Regions from separate parts of the Sus scrofa genome. Here regions 2, 3 and 4 are each linked to region 1. Evidence: chromatin contacts called from public Hi-C, HiChIP or PLAC-seq and promoter capture Hi-C data. All regions are on one chromosome and are shown on one strand. Each heading gives the region's core, a stretch centred on a gene start, on an enhancer-like site or on the middle of the called end of the contact. The rest is flanking DNA. Distances are from core to core; before and after follow the strand shown.

Region 1 (3,818 bases), core at 540-3,039:
AAGAAATGGCAAAAAAAATAAAATAAAATAAAATTAAAAAAAAATAAAGAGTCTGACTACAGCAGCTTGGGTCTCTGTGGAGGTGCAAGTTCCATCCCCTACAGTGGGTTAAAAAATCTGGCCTTGCCACAACTGCGGCTGGGATTCAATCCCTGGCTTGGGAACTTCCATATGCCACAGGGTGGCCATAAGAAAAATAATAATAATAATAATAAAATAAAAGGACAGTCTAGGAATTCCCACTGTGGCTCACTGGGTTAAGAACCCGACATTGAGTCCAGGAGGATGTGGGTTTGATCCCTGGCCTCATTCAGTGGGTTAAGGATCCAGCGTTGCTGCAGGCTGCGGTACAGGTTGCAGATGTGGCTTGGATCCACGGCTCTGGAACTGATTCACAGCAGTGACAGACAATGCCCACATTCTTAACCATTAGGCCAGTAGGGAATTTCAATGAAGTTTTATTTTGAGGGCCACTTGGATCTTTTTCATTCTGGACTTTGTCCTAATACTGATCCAGGAGTATCTGGGTTTCAAGTGTTTATTCAGGAAGACAATTTCATGCAAATAGCATCTATCTAGATTTATCTTCTTTGTCCATCTAGCTTTCTTCTTTTTTTTTTTTTTTTTGGTTGCACCTGCGGCATGTGGAAGTTCCCAGTGACAGGGATAGAAACCAAGCCACAGTTGCAACCCTGGATCTTTAACCTGCACCCCAAGAGAACTTCCTACTCTTAATACTTAATTTCTACTGTAATTTGCTATTTCTTCTGCACAATTCCCAATGAAACAATTTAGATACTTAGTATACTCTGTTCAGTCACGCAAAAGTTTCATGTTACTCTCTAGAAAGGAACTTTCCAATATTTAGTTGAGAAATACATACTGTATCTTTGGAACATTTTTTGTTTTCCTTGTAGCTCGTGGCCTAGAAATCGATACTTTTGATACGTGACCTTTGTTCGTATTATAACACCATGGAATCAAAGTATTCTATTGGAAGAATTGCTTAAGTCCTTTCAGGAGGCCATCTTGTGGTTGACAGAAAAGAGCAGCAGGACGGAAACTGGACATCTCCGCCACTTTCCCCTAAAGGTCATGGGGAAAGAACGAAACTTCGGGACTAGCTGGGTGAGGTAGAGCTGAACAAGTGTCCCCAAAAGGGGGCGCGATGCTTTTGAGCTTAACAAAGAGCGACTGCCGCGGGGTCAGCTAAGTTCTCCGCTGGACCCGCAACTGCACTAACGTCCGGTGTCCCTGGACGCGAAGTCCTGGGAGGCGCTCCGTGAGACCAAAGCCGGGAGCACTCCGGGATTTGGGGCCAGATTCTGGTTCCCCTTGAAGTGCGGCTGAAGGCTCACGGGGCAACCTACAAGTTCATTTGATCCTGGGGTCCCTCCGTACTCTGAAAGTAGCGCTGGGAACTCAGTCCCCTTTCCGCAAGCGAACATACCTCTCCTTTAAGGAGGATCGCGTTGCTAAAATAAAAATTTTTGTTGTTAAAGAATTTTGAGCGCGCTCTCTACAGAACACTTAAAATCTTGGCTTTCAGCCCACTGTAAAGATTCAAATGGGTGGGGCATGTCGGTGGCTACATTAAAAAGTAACGTAGGGGAGTGTCCAGACACTTGTACGGCGTTGACTAGATAGTGGAGGTGGTTTTGCCCACAACAAAAATGGCGCCGAAACACGTTAACCGGATACGGTCACGTGCTCAAAGACCAGCCTGGGGGACAGTATGGCTTCAAATGGCAAACGGATGTTATTACTATTTACTTCCGGGTGAAACCAATCGGGCGCCATCTTGTCTTGTTCGTGAAGAAGTAGAAGCATCGAAAGGGTTGGAGAGGTATTACGCGAACGGTGGCAACAACAGTGTTCCGGAACCAGAGTGGGTAAGTCGTGGAGAACAGTTTCGCGTGGATATTTGCAGAGCCATTACAACCTTCTTTGTTTCTGTGGCGAAGGTAGCATAACTTAAACACGTAGGCTGCGTACGCTGCCTGGCGAGACCGCTGGAACCTCATCTCCCTTAAAGCGGTGGCATCCGCCTGACTTGGTGAATCACGGTGGTGCTCCTGGTGAAAAGGAAGTGTTCTCATGAAAAAGAATGGCCACGACTTCTCCCCCTTTAACTACGAGAGTTTCCTTTCAGATGAGAAGGGAGTGATTGTTGGGCTCCTGACCGGCCGTTAAGCACTGCGCGTGCGCATTGGGAACCCCCTTTGGGGAAGGGGTGCAGGGGGCGGAGGAGGCGAGTGCTGGGACCTGAACCTTCAGTGCTGTGAAGCTCCGACTACGCAGGCGCAGTCAGGGGCAACTAGATCCTTTTAACTACAGTTAGGTTCCTTAGTTGGTATTAGCCTTGTGTTTTTAAAGTGATAGACACTATGTATGTGTTAAGCTTAAGGAAAGAAAGAGGTACTATCCAGCATTTCAGTTTTAGTATCCTGTTGTGGGTATTATTGTCATTCAGACAACGTGGGTATTGGACAAACTGATTGTTGGTGGTTAATTCATAGAACAGTAAAATAAACTTGTAACTTCTGGTTTGAGTGCAGCAAGGCAAATGCAACAAAACCCAGAACATTAAAGATTCACCTGTGAAACTGTTTTGTACGGTGCTGTGGGGCTGTAGGTAAAGTAACAGTAAATCAGTTTTTTGGTGGGTTTTTTTTTTTTTTTTTTTCTTTTTTTTTTTAGACCCGTACCGGAAGCACATGGAGGTTCCCAGGCTACAGCTGCCGGCCTACGCCAGAGCCACAGCTACATCAGATCCGCGAAGAGTCTGCAACCTACACCACACATCACTGTATTGGATCTGTAACCCACTGAGTGAGGCCAGGGGTCAAATGGCAACCTCATGATTCCTAGTCTGATTCCTTTCCGCTGCACCACGACAGGAACTCCGTAAATCAGTTTAAGATGCTCTTGAGACTCTGTTTAAAAATTATTAATTAATACTTTTTTAGAACAGTTTCTGTTTACAGAAAAATTGAGCAGATAGTACAGTGTTCCTATATAAACTCCCCGCTTGCTCTACACAGTTTCTCTCATTAACATACATTAGTATTGTACGTTTGTTGAAATAAATCGACTAATATTGGCACATTATTATCACTTAAAGTCCATAGTTTATTCACATTTCCTAAGTTTAAACCTAATGTCCTTTTCATGTGCCAAAATCCTATGTAGAATATCATATGATATTTAATTGTCATGTGTCCTTAGTCTTCTCTTGGCTGTGATGGTTTTTTTGGCTTTCCTTCTTTTCAATGACTGTTAGAGGCTGAAAAATTCATATAGCGAAGTCCTGACTTCAGTGCCTCAAAATATGATTGTATTTGGAGATAGAGTCTTTAAAGAAGGAAATGAGATATTAGGCTAGGCCTTAATGCCTTATAGTGGTGTCCTTGTTAAGAGAGCAGGACACAGAGGGAAGACCATGTATAGACATAGATAGGAGACAGCTGTGGGCAAGCCAAGGAGAGAGGCCCCAGAATTAAACCAACCCTCCTTACATTTTGATCTTGGATGTCTAGCCTCCAGAATTTTGTGGAAATAAATTGTTGTTTAGGCTACCCAGCTTGTGATACTTTGTTATGGCAGCCCTAGCACAGTAATACAGTGCCTTTGACAATTTTGAGAGGGTACTAGCTAGATACATTGTAGAATGGCCTGCTACTGGAATTTGTCTGATGTTTTTCTCATGATAAGATTGGTTTTAGGGGCTTAGGGAAGGAAGATCACACAAGTGCATTTTCATCATATTCTATCAAAGCTGCATACCATGAACATGACTTACGTTGATATTGGCCTTG
Region 2 (3,818 bases), core at 499-2,998, 120 kb before region 1:
TTAGGGAGTTGAAGAAATTCTGAACCTCTGTTGTTAAGTAGCATAAGGGCTGGTATTTCTTCAGTTCCCATGTTTTAAACTTTTTTTTTTTTTTTTTTTGGTCTTTTTTTAGGGCTGCATCCATGGCATATGGAAGTTCCCAGGCTGGGGTCAAATCAGAGCTGCAGCTGCTGGCCCATGCCACAGCCACAGCAATGCTAGCTCTGAGCTGCATCTGCGCCTACACCACAGCTCACAGCAACGCTGGATCCTTAACCAACTGAGCAAGGCCAGGGATCAAACTTGCATCCTCATGGATACTAGTCTGGTTCGTCGGTAACCCACTGAGCCACAACGGGAACTCCCATATTTATTTTTTGTAAGATTCACCTGTAGAAGACCCTTGTAATTCAAAGCCCCCTTGCTTAAAGATCCACTGAAGTTGAAAGATGGAAATATGCTAGATCCTTCAAGATCGGAGGACATCCACTAATGGGTGCTTTCTTCTTCTTCTTTTTTTTTAATGGGTGCTTTCTAACCTACATCACTTTATGGGAATGAAGTGCGACATAAAATACTAAGCTACTAAAATTCATTTCAGGAGTTCCCATAATGAACCCGACTAGTATCTGTGAGGATTCTGGTTCAATCCCTGGCCTCACTCAGTGGGATAAGTATCCAGCATTGCTATGAGCTGCGGTGTAGGTCGCAGATGTGGCTCAGACCTAGCATTTCTGTGGCTATGGCTGAGGCCCGCAGCTACAGCTCCCATTCCACCCCTGGCCTGGGAACCTCTATACGCCTGGGGTGCAGCCCTAAAAAAAAAAAAAAAATATATATATATATATATATATATATATATATATATATATATTTCATTTCACATCCTGACCAAGTACACATATACATATGTAACTGAATCAAAAATTATAAATGCCCTTGATATTTCTGATATACCTGATATTTTTATCTAGGAAAATGCATATCATATTCAATTTCACCACAACCTAACTGTGTGAAAAATACTGTCTTGAGCTTCCTCGGAACACTGATCATCCGTGAAAAACTTTATTCGTGTGTGTCCAATGATTCAATTAGCAGCTTTACAATAAATGCAATGTTACAAAGATAAAAGAAATTGCGTAAAATTAAATGATTGTTTTGGTTGTATGTTTCTATTTGGTACACACACAAACACACAAAGCTGTCAGTCTCTGGCATTAAAAAAAAAACGTACTGCTGCTCTAAAAGTTTGTGCTTCCCTCCAAAAGAACTCCATTAACTACATATCTGGCTTGGTGCAGCTCGGTTTTGGTAGGTCCTTGAGGCTACAATAATCTTTCTCTTGCCAAAAGCAAGAAAAGGAACTGAAGTCAGGAAATCTTATACTTCACTACAAAGCCACCGCACTGCTTTGGAAGTCTGCTCCGAACTGGGGTGGGGAGCAGCGTCTTCCCCTTTTCCATGCCCTTCCCGCAAAGAGCAGCGACTGCAGAATACCGAGCCGCCCGAGTTCTAGGCCGGAACCCACTGATTCTAAGCCGGAACCGGCGCGAAACTCTCGCGAGAGGCTCCCGACCGCCGCGAGCCGCGAGCCTTCCAGTTACCGTCGCCTATCTCAGCGCGCCCAAAGACTGTCTCCTTCCCGCCAGCCTCTTCCACTGTCGCGGGGCAGGCCGGAACCTTTATCCATAGGAACGGGTTTACAAAGTAGAGTGTTGCCGGCCGGCGGCAAAGAGAATAGGGTGCCATCCTCTTCCTCTCACCGTCGCCGCCGCGGAGCGAGCCCAGCAGATTAGATCGAGGAGCGCGGTTACCGGTTGGGCTGGGTCTATGGTCGCTCTGTGGGCCGCTCCACCGGCTGGTGCTTTTTTATCAGGGCAAGCTGTGTTCCATGGCAGGGAACTTTTGGCAGAGCTCCCATTAGTAAGTGATCTTACGTCTTCTCGTCCAGGGCGGGCTCTTGTTGGGGGGCGGTGTGGACCGGGCCTGCGACTCTCCTTGGCCTGGATCCCTGTCCCAAGTTCGGTGGAGTCTCCCGGGAGGTGGCGGCAGCCGGAAGCGAGGTGCGCTTTTCTCTGGCGACTCTCCTCATTCCGCCCCCTGGCCGGGTTTCGCGGGGGGGGGGGGGGTCCTGTCTCCGGAGAAAGAAGGTTCGAGAGTTTAATTTCGGATTCTTGGATTAGCTCGGCGGAGGCGGGGTGGAGGGGGTGTGGGTGGAGGAACCAGGCCGGCGGCAGTTGGGATGGGGTAGGCAAAGGTTTTGCAAGTGTGGCACAGTTCGGAACTATGAGACTGGCTCTTGAGGACTGTTGTTCCCTTTTGCCTGGTATCTCTTCAGTGGATTGGCATCGTAATCTTTTGTCATTCTGCTCACTAACCGCTTCCTGCCACTACCTTAAGCCTAGGTGGAGTTTTATGTTTGTAAGGTATAGGGCAAATGCTCTCAGAACTTATTTGCGCCTCATGTTCTGTTTAATAAGTGTATTTTCCAGTGACTTTGCCAATATCTTTAACCTTTTTTTCGTGAGTTTTTGTGTCTGTCAGTACCATGGAAGAATTAGAGTAATATTGAAAACAGTTCTCCCTAAATAAGTTTTTTTAAGCATGTACGAAAGAGGATGATGGGATTAATTGAACATTGGCTAGACTTTGCATTGTGTAGTTGAAAAATGAACAGATCTGATAAAGATGATATGGTGCAAATAATTTTTAATGCCAGGAGAGCATTAGTAACTAAATTTTAAGTTTGAAGAAGATGGATTTCTATGTTGTTCCTTCCGTCTTTTAGCCGTTTGACCTAGAAAAAAGAAACAATGGGCTTTGATATCTATTTTCAGAAAAGCAGGCTTTCTTCCTATAAAGTGATTACGTGAAGATGAGATGGTATAGAAAGAAGCTTTATTTCTGATCACATTTTTATTTTGCACTGTTTTCACTCACTGAAATAATTTGGACAAAATTAAAATACGGAAAATTTAGATAGTGAGGAAGAGGCGTTCTGATAAGCTTTGAAAAAAACTGAGAGAATTGACAGGTCACTAGCTGTTGATTATCAGAAGTTCACAGACCTTAAAAAAAAAGATCCTACCTCCTTTTGATAAGCATTCTCACTCTGTTTTCATTCGCTGTTGGTCTATCAAAAGGGTGCCAAGATCCATTTTATAAAACCAATTGTATTTTCACCTTTCAAATATAACATTATTATAATATTAAATGTGCTTTTTTGAAACTGTTTTTGCCTGCCAGTTCCATTAGTCCTGGAGGACTCAAACCCTTGAAAATCCGGGATCCCTGATCTGCAAAAGATAACAAGTGTAAAGGACAAAACAACCAGTTCAGGAAGAACAAAGAGATATGAAAGCTATTGTTGATATTGTTGTTGATTTTGGTGAGGGAGGAAAATTGACATGATATACACTATTTTTCATGGCTTCAAATTACCCATTTTAATATTTTTGCAATCAGCATAACAATTTTTTTCTTAGTAGCACATGAAATAATAGTGAAATCTTACAATTAGCATAATATCAAATTTGATGATATGTGATGTTTCTTGGTTTATCTTCCATACTGCATGCTGTGAGGAAAAACTTTAAAATATTTGCCTGTGATACTTATCTGTTTAAAAATATATAATGACTGTGGAAAAGAAATTAATGATAATTCTGAAACAGAACAAATCAAAGTATTTTCTGGAAAGTTAAGGTAGAACATAACACCTTCTTTGACCATGATGTGGTAAAACTAGAAGGACACTAAATATTTGCTGGTTGACTGAATGAAGTAATGAACAAGTAATAAAAATTAAAACTACAAAACCAACTCTGGATACTTTA
Region 3 (3,818 bases), core at 558-3,057, 72 kb after region 1:
CTTTGCCTACAGGAGAAGTTGTGAGAGTGAAATGCACTTTCTAGGATCAGAATATTGAACTTCCTCTGGTTTCTAGCTTGTTTTCTGGGCGTAGAGTTTGTTGGTGTTGATTCTCCCTTTTGCCTTCCATATTCGTCCACTCAAGATAATAATTTATGCCCATCCTCACTTCTGGGTCTAGACAGGCAAATAATTCGGTACCTAATATCAGATGGATATTCCTTAAGTATTGGCTCAACATTTAATGAGAGAAAAGGCTGGGTGCTGTCTGGGAAAGACAGAACCAAGGAGAATCCCTGGTGCCAGTACTCTTTATCCTCTCTCTGCCAGAGTATCCCTGTTCTGATCCCAAACCTGCCCACTCTGCTTCCTACGCAGCCTCCTGGTCTCTCTCCCCAGAAGGCGGTGGGGTGACCACCTCTGTTTCTCTGGGAGGTCCTTGGATTCCATTCCTTGCAACATGCTCATGGAAGGTTAACTTCCAACTCCACACACTGCTTCTTCCTGAGAGGTCCGGCAAACGTCTACAGTGGTGCTTGGGCCCCTCATATGCTAGTGCTTGAGCACCAGCCTGGCTAGCCCCTCCCATTATCTCATGGGGACTGGTAACCCGCCTGTATTTTATCAACTATATGACCACACACTGCTGTTGTAAGGGGCTGGTGCAGTAGGAGAAGGGAGTCCCCTTTACTCCAACCTCGGTTCCCTCACGCAAAACCCCGGAGCGTTCCCATAACCATCCTTTCACTTCAAGAATGATAAACACCCTACTTGAATTCTTTTCAGCTCTTTCAAACAATTTTAAACTATCCATGTTCGTACTAAAATTTGTGCGTACATCATATATTTCTATGAAGCACTGTCCTATTCCTTGTACATATGAACTTTAGAAAAATGAAGTTAAAGGGAAAAAATTGTTACACACAACACACACACACACACACACAACGTTTGATAGTTTGCACCGAAAAGGAAAGGAAAAATACCACCCCATAGCCAAGAGTTCCCTGGTGATAATTTCCTAGGGGAAAGACTTGGACTTGGGCTGGATCTGTCAGAGGGGAAATCTCTTTAGAGTACATTTTTGTGGTTCTTTATCAAATCAGACATCTCTCCTTGAGCACATGGCCAAGACCTAGGTAACTGTGTAATGTAAGAGGAGTGTTTTTATAAGTTTTGCAAGGGCAGGGCTTTCCTGGTGGCCAGAGCTGTGCAATTCGCGACCTAACCCGGGCCCTGGCCCCCAGCCCCCAGCCCCCGCGGGGCGGTGTTTCTGCCGGAGCTCCGCGCGGCCCCAGGTGAGTCCTGCGCGCGCCCTGCTCTCGCGTCTGCGGGAGGGGCTGGAGCGGAGGAGGAGGACCCGCCGCGGGTTGGGGGGACGCAGATCCGGGCCCAACTGCAGCTTCCTCCTGGCGGAGCTGCATTTCCAGCCACCTCCGCAGCCCTGCCCTCGCGCGCCGAGCCGTTCCGGCGGTGCCGCTGGAGGCGCGGAGCCCGCCCGGCGCGCCCAGCCCTGCAGCTCCGGCCGGGGCGGAGGCCGCCGGACCGCGGAGATGCGGGGCGGGGGCAGGGCGCGGGGTAGGTGACTTTATCCCGCCTCTGGTTCCCTGCCCCGGGGAGCAATGACATCACGCGGCCTTCTCCAGGCTCCGACACAAAGAGCGGCGCGGAGAGGCCGCTGCGGGGGGAGCCGGCGGCCGCCGCTGCCTCCCAGGGCGCCGGGGCCCCGCCGGCCAGGCCAGCCGCCCGCGGCCCGCGCCCTCCCGCCTCCTCCGCCGCCGCCTCGGTCGCTGCCGCCCGCGCCGCCCGCGCCCCCAGAGCGCCGCTGAGCCCGCGCCCGGCCGTGCCGGCCCTTTCCCATGCGGGCGGCGCGGGCCCTGGGAGGGGCGCCCGCAGCCAGCCGCGCAGCATGCACTGGGGGGTTGGCTTTGCCTCGTCCAGGCCGTGCGTGGTGGATCTGAGCTGGAACCAGAGCGTCTCCTTCTTCAGCTGGTGGGCCGGGTCCGAGGAGCCCTTCACCTTTTATGGGGACATCATCGCTTTCCCTTTGCAGGATTACGGTGGGATCATGGCAGGGCTGGGCTCCGATCCCTGGTGGAAGAAAACCCTTTACTTGACCGGGGGAGCTTTGCTGGCCGCAGCTGCGTATCTGCTCCACGAACTCCTGGTCATTAGGTGAGCCGGAGAGAGGGCCCCGCGAAGGGGCGCAGAGAGGGGCACCTGGCCAGGGCAGGGCAGGCGTGGGGATTGGGGGGGACACCCATGCCAGCTCCTCGGTCGCGCCGCCCAAACGCCCGAGTCCTGTCCTTACCTGTCGCCAGAGGCAGTTCGTGGTCACCTGGCCGTGAGGGGCAGCTTGGAGTTAACAGGAGAATTAAACTGGTACTGGGAGGGAGAAAAACACTTGTCTCCCAATCATTCGGTGCTAAAAGCAAAAATTCTCTGGGTTGTTATGGAGCATAGCATAATAGTCTATTATGAAGATCCTAAGTGCAGTGTGTTTGCAACAATAGACTTAGGCCCGGAAGAAATACTAAGTTCCATTTTTTGTGACATGCCCTATTTGTTTATAGATGATAATGCTGGAAAATTAACCACTAACCTTATCTTTCGCTTAAAGGTTAGTACTCCACTATCCTCCCCAAGTGTCAACATCATCAAAAAGCTGAAATTGCAAAAGCTCCAGAGACCTCTGGGTCCCTGTTAGTGGTGTACAATTTTGATGCAGCCTTAACCCAGTTATCCGCTGATCTGGTATTTAAAGCTAAGCACCTTCTTCAGGTTTACATGCCATTGTTGTGTGAGCGGTAGGAGGAGAGCCGAGGACAGGATTAGCACATGGGCGTGCACGGGAGTTGCCCAGTGCCGTAAACACTTGCCTCTGCTGCCTGCCGCAGAATGTTTACAGGATGGACATGGAAATACCAGAAAATGGAGGCCCCTGCTGTTGGTACATCCAGCCAGACAGGAGATCTTTCTTTGAGTAGAATAGTATAATAGGCTGCTGCCACCAGTGGTTTGGCTAATTTATGGTTAAAATTTCCATGCGTTTGAGGCCTCTGTCCCTGGGAGATGACCAAGAAAGAGCAGTTTTCAATAGCTCAGAGTGTCCCTCTTGGCCAATATTTTCTAAAGAGTGCAAAAATGTGTCTCCACTGCCTTTTTTCAGTGGGGGAATCCTACACAATAGGTTTATAAACAAAGACAGGTATGGGTGACCTTTAACAGGCCTGTGGGGATTCCAGGAGGACACTGTGACAGCTGAACAGGTATTTTAAATATTTCTAGTCTCTGAGAGGGCAGAAATCATTTAGGTCGGGGGCTGTGTCTTGGCTTTCATACTATATGGCTATAATTGACAAGAATGATTTTAAGCTTATCATTGAATTCTCTCAGCACAGTGTCTTGAATCTAGTTCAACCAAATAAAGATTAAGTGAATTATTTCTCTAGATTTTTAAAAATATATTTGCTAGTTTTAGAACTCTATTTCAAGTTAGGTTTCAAGCTATATGAAAAGATGAAAACATTTGTGCAGTGATTGAAATGGTAACCCATTTGTTTCACGATTATATACCCAGCCTTTTGAGGATCCCAAACCATGTGGCTTCTCACCAGTCCTCCACGTTGTGGAGAGAGTGAGAGAAGTGACAGCTTCACAGGATTGAGTGTAAACCTTGCTGAAATGACCTTGCAGAAGTAGGGAGGGGGGACTCAGAGCTCACCCTGGCAGCAGGCCACACCCTGCTAGGTGTGATCTCTGCTCTCAGGAGAGCCTTCTGCCCACTTGGATACTTACTTGAAAAAGTGTTTTTAATC
Region 4 (3,818 bases), core at 468-2,967, 73 kb before region 1:
TAAATAAATAAATAAAAGCAATTAGGTTTCCAAAGAAAATAATAATAATTTCCTTCCTTTGAAGGATCTATCAAAGAGTAAATTTTACTTTCAAGTAAGTGAAAAGTAAATAATTTGAAGAACATCAGAAACAAAAACTTAGTGTTAGACAATTTTCCCTAACTCATGCCAAGTTTTCAAATGGAGATTGCAATCTCTGGAGATTTTGATTATGCTAAGAGTGTATCTGCTAGAAATGAAGACAGCATTTTTGGAGATTTTGGTTATGCTAAGAGTGTATCTGCTAGAAATGAAGACAGCTTTCGGATTTTTGTCATTTTTCAAGAAAGATTTAAGTAGGAGTTCCCATCGTGGCACAGAGGAAACGAATCCAATTAGGAACCATGAGGTTGCGGTTCTATCTCTAGCCTTGCTCAGGGGATTAAGGATCTGGCGTTGCCATGAGCTGTGGTGTAGGTCACAGACCCGGCTCGGATCTGGCATTGCTGTGGTTCCGGTGTAGGTTGGCAGCTGTAGCTCTGATTGGACCCCTAGCCTTGGGAACCTCCATGTGCCACAGGTGCTGCCCTAAAAAGACAAAAAAAGAAAGAAAGATTTAAGTATTAAATGATGATTTGCATAATTCCTAAATTTCTTTAGGAAGAGGACATAAACTTCAATTTTCAAATTCAGTCTTCTCTTTTTTTCCCTCTGTAAATTGGATTCCAACATAGGACACAATTTAAACATTCCTTTTACTGAAATGCAATTCAGCTTTCAAATTATGCAGATTTGCTTAAGATTACATGTCCTTTACCCCTCCATGTTCTGTTTCAAATCTGATGTTAAATGATTTATGATGTAGACAGTTTTGTTTTGACTTACATGGCCTATTCTTATTTGGTGATTATTTTCTTTTTCTCTTGGGAAAAAAAAAATTCCCTCACCCTGAAATTTGATTATGTACTTCGATACATAGTGGCCCACACATTTGTACTCAGTTACAGTTGTTGAATGAATGGTTTCAATACATACAATGCAAATATCTAGTAATCTCCTTTTCAAGTTTGCTATATGGAAATAATTTTACCTCTTTTGTAAGAAATGAACAAGAGTTTTAAAGGGAGAATCAGTTTTTGGATTTATTTCTAGTAACTTTGACTCATAATCCAAGGCTCTATCCATAAGGCCATCTGTTCCTTGGCTGAAATTACGAAAGCTTATAAGACTTGTACAGTTTATCCACAACCAGTGTTGATTTTTATGATTATCATTCAAACGAAGTATTTTTCAACCAACTATTTTTACTAAACATATGCAAAGAGCAAACCACTTTAACAGATGAAAAGATACATGTATAGGTCAAGAAATTAACTGTCAAAGAAGAGAGAACAACGGGTAAGACAATAATAATGGGAAAAAGCAAGAAAATATATGATGTTAGATATGAGTTTACTGCACAGTAGAAATGTGACGCTGGAAAGTCGGAAGTTGTTTGAGCGGTCTGCACAGCAACAAGTGGGACTCAATTTCGACTCCGAGCTGCGAATTCCAGGCCACTGCCAGGATCCAATTGTGAGTCTATTTACATTACTATAAGATTAGCCAGGGCCTACTCAGCCCTGCAAACCTAGAGGACGCGGGACTGACGCAAGCCAGACCCGCCCTATCCATACCCAACTCCTGGTGCGCGTCCACGCGAGGGGCGGTCCCGAACCCCCACCCTCCTGTGGCGTGGGGGCGGCACATGAGGCCCCGCCCCCGCTAGCGGGAGAGACGGCCGCGCAGGCGCAGTTTCTTCTGGTTGTAGACGCGGCTGCTCGGCCCGGCAGGGTGAGTCCGGGGTGCGGTGCTGGGGTCGCCCCAGTTTCTCTGTCTTCGTTCCTGACCCCTTGTGGCGTGACCCGCCGGGGAGAGAAGCCCCTTCCGCTCCCTCACCTTTCCGATCCTTGGGGGCGCCAGGAGGTCACCAACAGCCGCGTGAGCGCTGCCGGGCCGGCCAGGCATCCGGGCCGCGGCGGGGGGAGCCGGGGAGGCGGGGCGGGGACAGGGGCCGCCTCACCTTGACCTAGGGGCGCGTTCGCTCAGCACCCTTCCGGCTTCCCACATCCCCTCGCTCACACCTCCCAGCTCACTTTCTTTTCAGAAATTTTGGATGTTTTTGTGACCGGAGGAAGCGTGTCTTAGGACGGGTTTCTGGCAGTATCGTGTAGTATTAGGAACCTGGAGTTGGACTGTCTGGGTCCAAATCCTCATCCATCACTTAGTGGCTCCTGGCCTCTGCAAGTCCCCTAACCCCTTTGTGTCTCAGTTTAAGCATAAAATGGGGGGAGGGGGGACAATAGTAACCTATCTCATAAGATGGTTGTTATGATTGTAATTGTGAGGATCAGGTGGGTTAGTTATCTCTGAAGTGCTTAGAACCTAATGAGATTCATGCACAATTAAATACGTAAGTGCAAGTGCATCTTTTTGAGCCTGGTATCTAAAAGGAGAGTTTTGTCTTTCTCCGCCCTTCCCCAGAACCCCTGCCAAAAATAATTGCCCAAGACTGGGGGAAATTTTTTTTTTTCTTTTTTCAGAGTAGGGGCTTTTGTATGCATGGCCTTTTTAAAAAATGAAACATTTCTAAACAATTTAGTTGCACATCCTACCTTAGAGAAAAGACAGATTAGGGTAATGCAGAAGTTGAGTTGAAAACTGGAAGAACTTAATTTGTGCTGAAAAGATTTAACATAGTAGGCCTGAGACTGCTCTCCTTAGAAGGTTCCGCTTGCAGAGTTGGGCCTTGCTTAGCATCTGGGAACAATATGCTGTAGGATACAGTTTATGCAGAAGTTAGCAGCTTCCATAAATATCCCATGCCTGTGAGTCTGTAATAAATTTCCCTGAGCAGAAACATTGCACAGACATTATTGGATTTTACTCATTGTGGGGAAGAGTGTGGTTTGTTTGACCCCTCCTGGGAGGGTGAGAACCTGAGGAAGCCTGCACATGAATTCCTCTGGACTTGGCCTGTGTCTTTTTCCCTGTGATCAGTCTGTGTGTCCATATTACCTTGCTGTAATAAATTTTAGCCATGAGTCTAACTATATGCTGGGTCTCGTGAGTCTTTCTAGTGGATCTCCAAATGGGAGGGTGGTATTGGAACTCCCCAGATGCAGTATTGGTGACAGTATTTGAAGCTCTACCATTGGACTTTCATTTTGTCTCTTTTTTCCTGAAAGGGGAATTGAAAAATAAAGCCATACAGATAAGTGATGCCAAATAGTGGGTTACTGTCCAAAAATGAGTCTATGTTTAGACATACTGCATGTGTCAGAAAAATCACTGGACATTGATTCGACATGGCCAAGTTAAGTTAGAGTCAGTGCATTTGAAAATAGGCATAGGTCTTTTATAGATCACAGGTCAAATGACTTGTTCTTTTGGGTATTCTGCCAGCCTTAGCTATGTGTTAATGCTCATTTATATCAAACTCTCATGGGGAGTGAAAAAATGACTAATTTCTCATGGGATTCTGTTATGTCTATTTTCAGGGCAGCAAGTTAAAAGTTTGAGGGTAGAAAGATCAGATTTGCTATCTGATTATGTCTCTTTTCTCTCAGTAAAACAGAATACCAGATTATATTTGGAGGAGTAGGGAAAGGAGGAGTAGGAGGTTTGGGAGATTGCCAAATGGCTCTGTAAGTAAGTTGGCCAGAAGGTGTAGTAGATGATGGGATGTCTTGATCCATGTGAGATTGTGACTGAAGTTAGCAGACCCAGTTTCCTTTCTTGCAAGACTTTCTCCAGCCTACTTGGATGCAGACATGAGGAAAGTGGCTAATAATCCTAGA

What was found. Promoter capture Hi-C pulls out the DNA fragments that hold promoters and counts their contacts. A called contact is a pair of places that touch in the nucleus more often than the background predicts. HiChIP or PLAC-seq counts read pairs in DNA pulled down with a chosen protein or histone mark.
Region 2: a promoter capture Hi-C map of liver shows a contact between it and region 1, with 3 times the contacts expected there. The contact joins the promoter of CCNC here to the promoter of PNISR in region 1. A contact is called at or near these places in 3 of 5 promoter capture datasets (fetal liver, fetal skeletal muscle and liver), 10 of 47 Hi-C or Micro-C datasets (alveolar macrophages, epiblast stem cells, heart right ventricle and 4 more) and 2 of 2 datasets of contacts at active chromatin or transcription factors (alveolar macrophages and skeletal muscle).
Region 3: a contact with region 1 is called in an H3K27ac HiChIP or PLAC-seq map of skeletal muscle. The contact joins the promoter of FAXC here to the promoter of PNISR in region 1. A contact is called at or near these places in 1 of 5 promoter capture datasets (fetal liver), 2 of 47 Hi-C or Micro-C datasets (brain and skeletal muscle) and 1 of 2 datasets of contacts at active chromatin or transcription factors (skeletal muscle).
Region 4: a contact with region 1 is called in a Hi-C map of liver, with 4 times the contacts expected there. The contact joins the promoter of USP45 here to the promoter of PNISR in region 1. A contact is called at or near these places in 5 of 47 Hi-C or Micro-C datasets (alveolar macrophages, fibroblasts, liver and 1 more) and 2 of 2 datasets of contacts at active chromatin or transcription factors (alveolar macrophages and skeletal muscle).

Annotation. Positions count from the first base shown.
Region 1 is chr1:66,379,425-66,383,242 of Sscrofa11.1, reverse strand. It overlaps PNISR (PNN-interacting serine/arginine-rich protein), which reads left to right and starts at 1,789. Exons shown (of 12, transcript NM_001113439.1): 1 at 1,789-1,892.
Region 2 is chr1:66,496,974-66,500,791 of Sscrofa11.1, reverse strand. It overlaps CCNC (cyclin C), which reads left to right and starts at 1,748. Exons shown (of 12, transcript NM_001190160.1): 1 at 1,748-1,905. The coding sequence starts at 1,874.
Region 3 is chr1:66,307,106-66,310,923 of Sscrofa11.1, reverse strand. It overlaps FAXC (failed axon connections homolog), which reads left to right and starts at 1,807. Exons shown (of 6, transcript XM_021090274.1): 1 at 1,807-2,175. The coding sequence starts at 1,910.
Region 4 is chr1:66,452,705-66,456,522 of Sscrofa11.1, reverse strand. It overlaps USP45 (ubiquitin carboxyl-terminal hydrolase 45), which reads left to right and starts at 1,717. Exons shown (of 18, transcript XM_013992722.2): 1 at 1,717-1,812.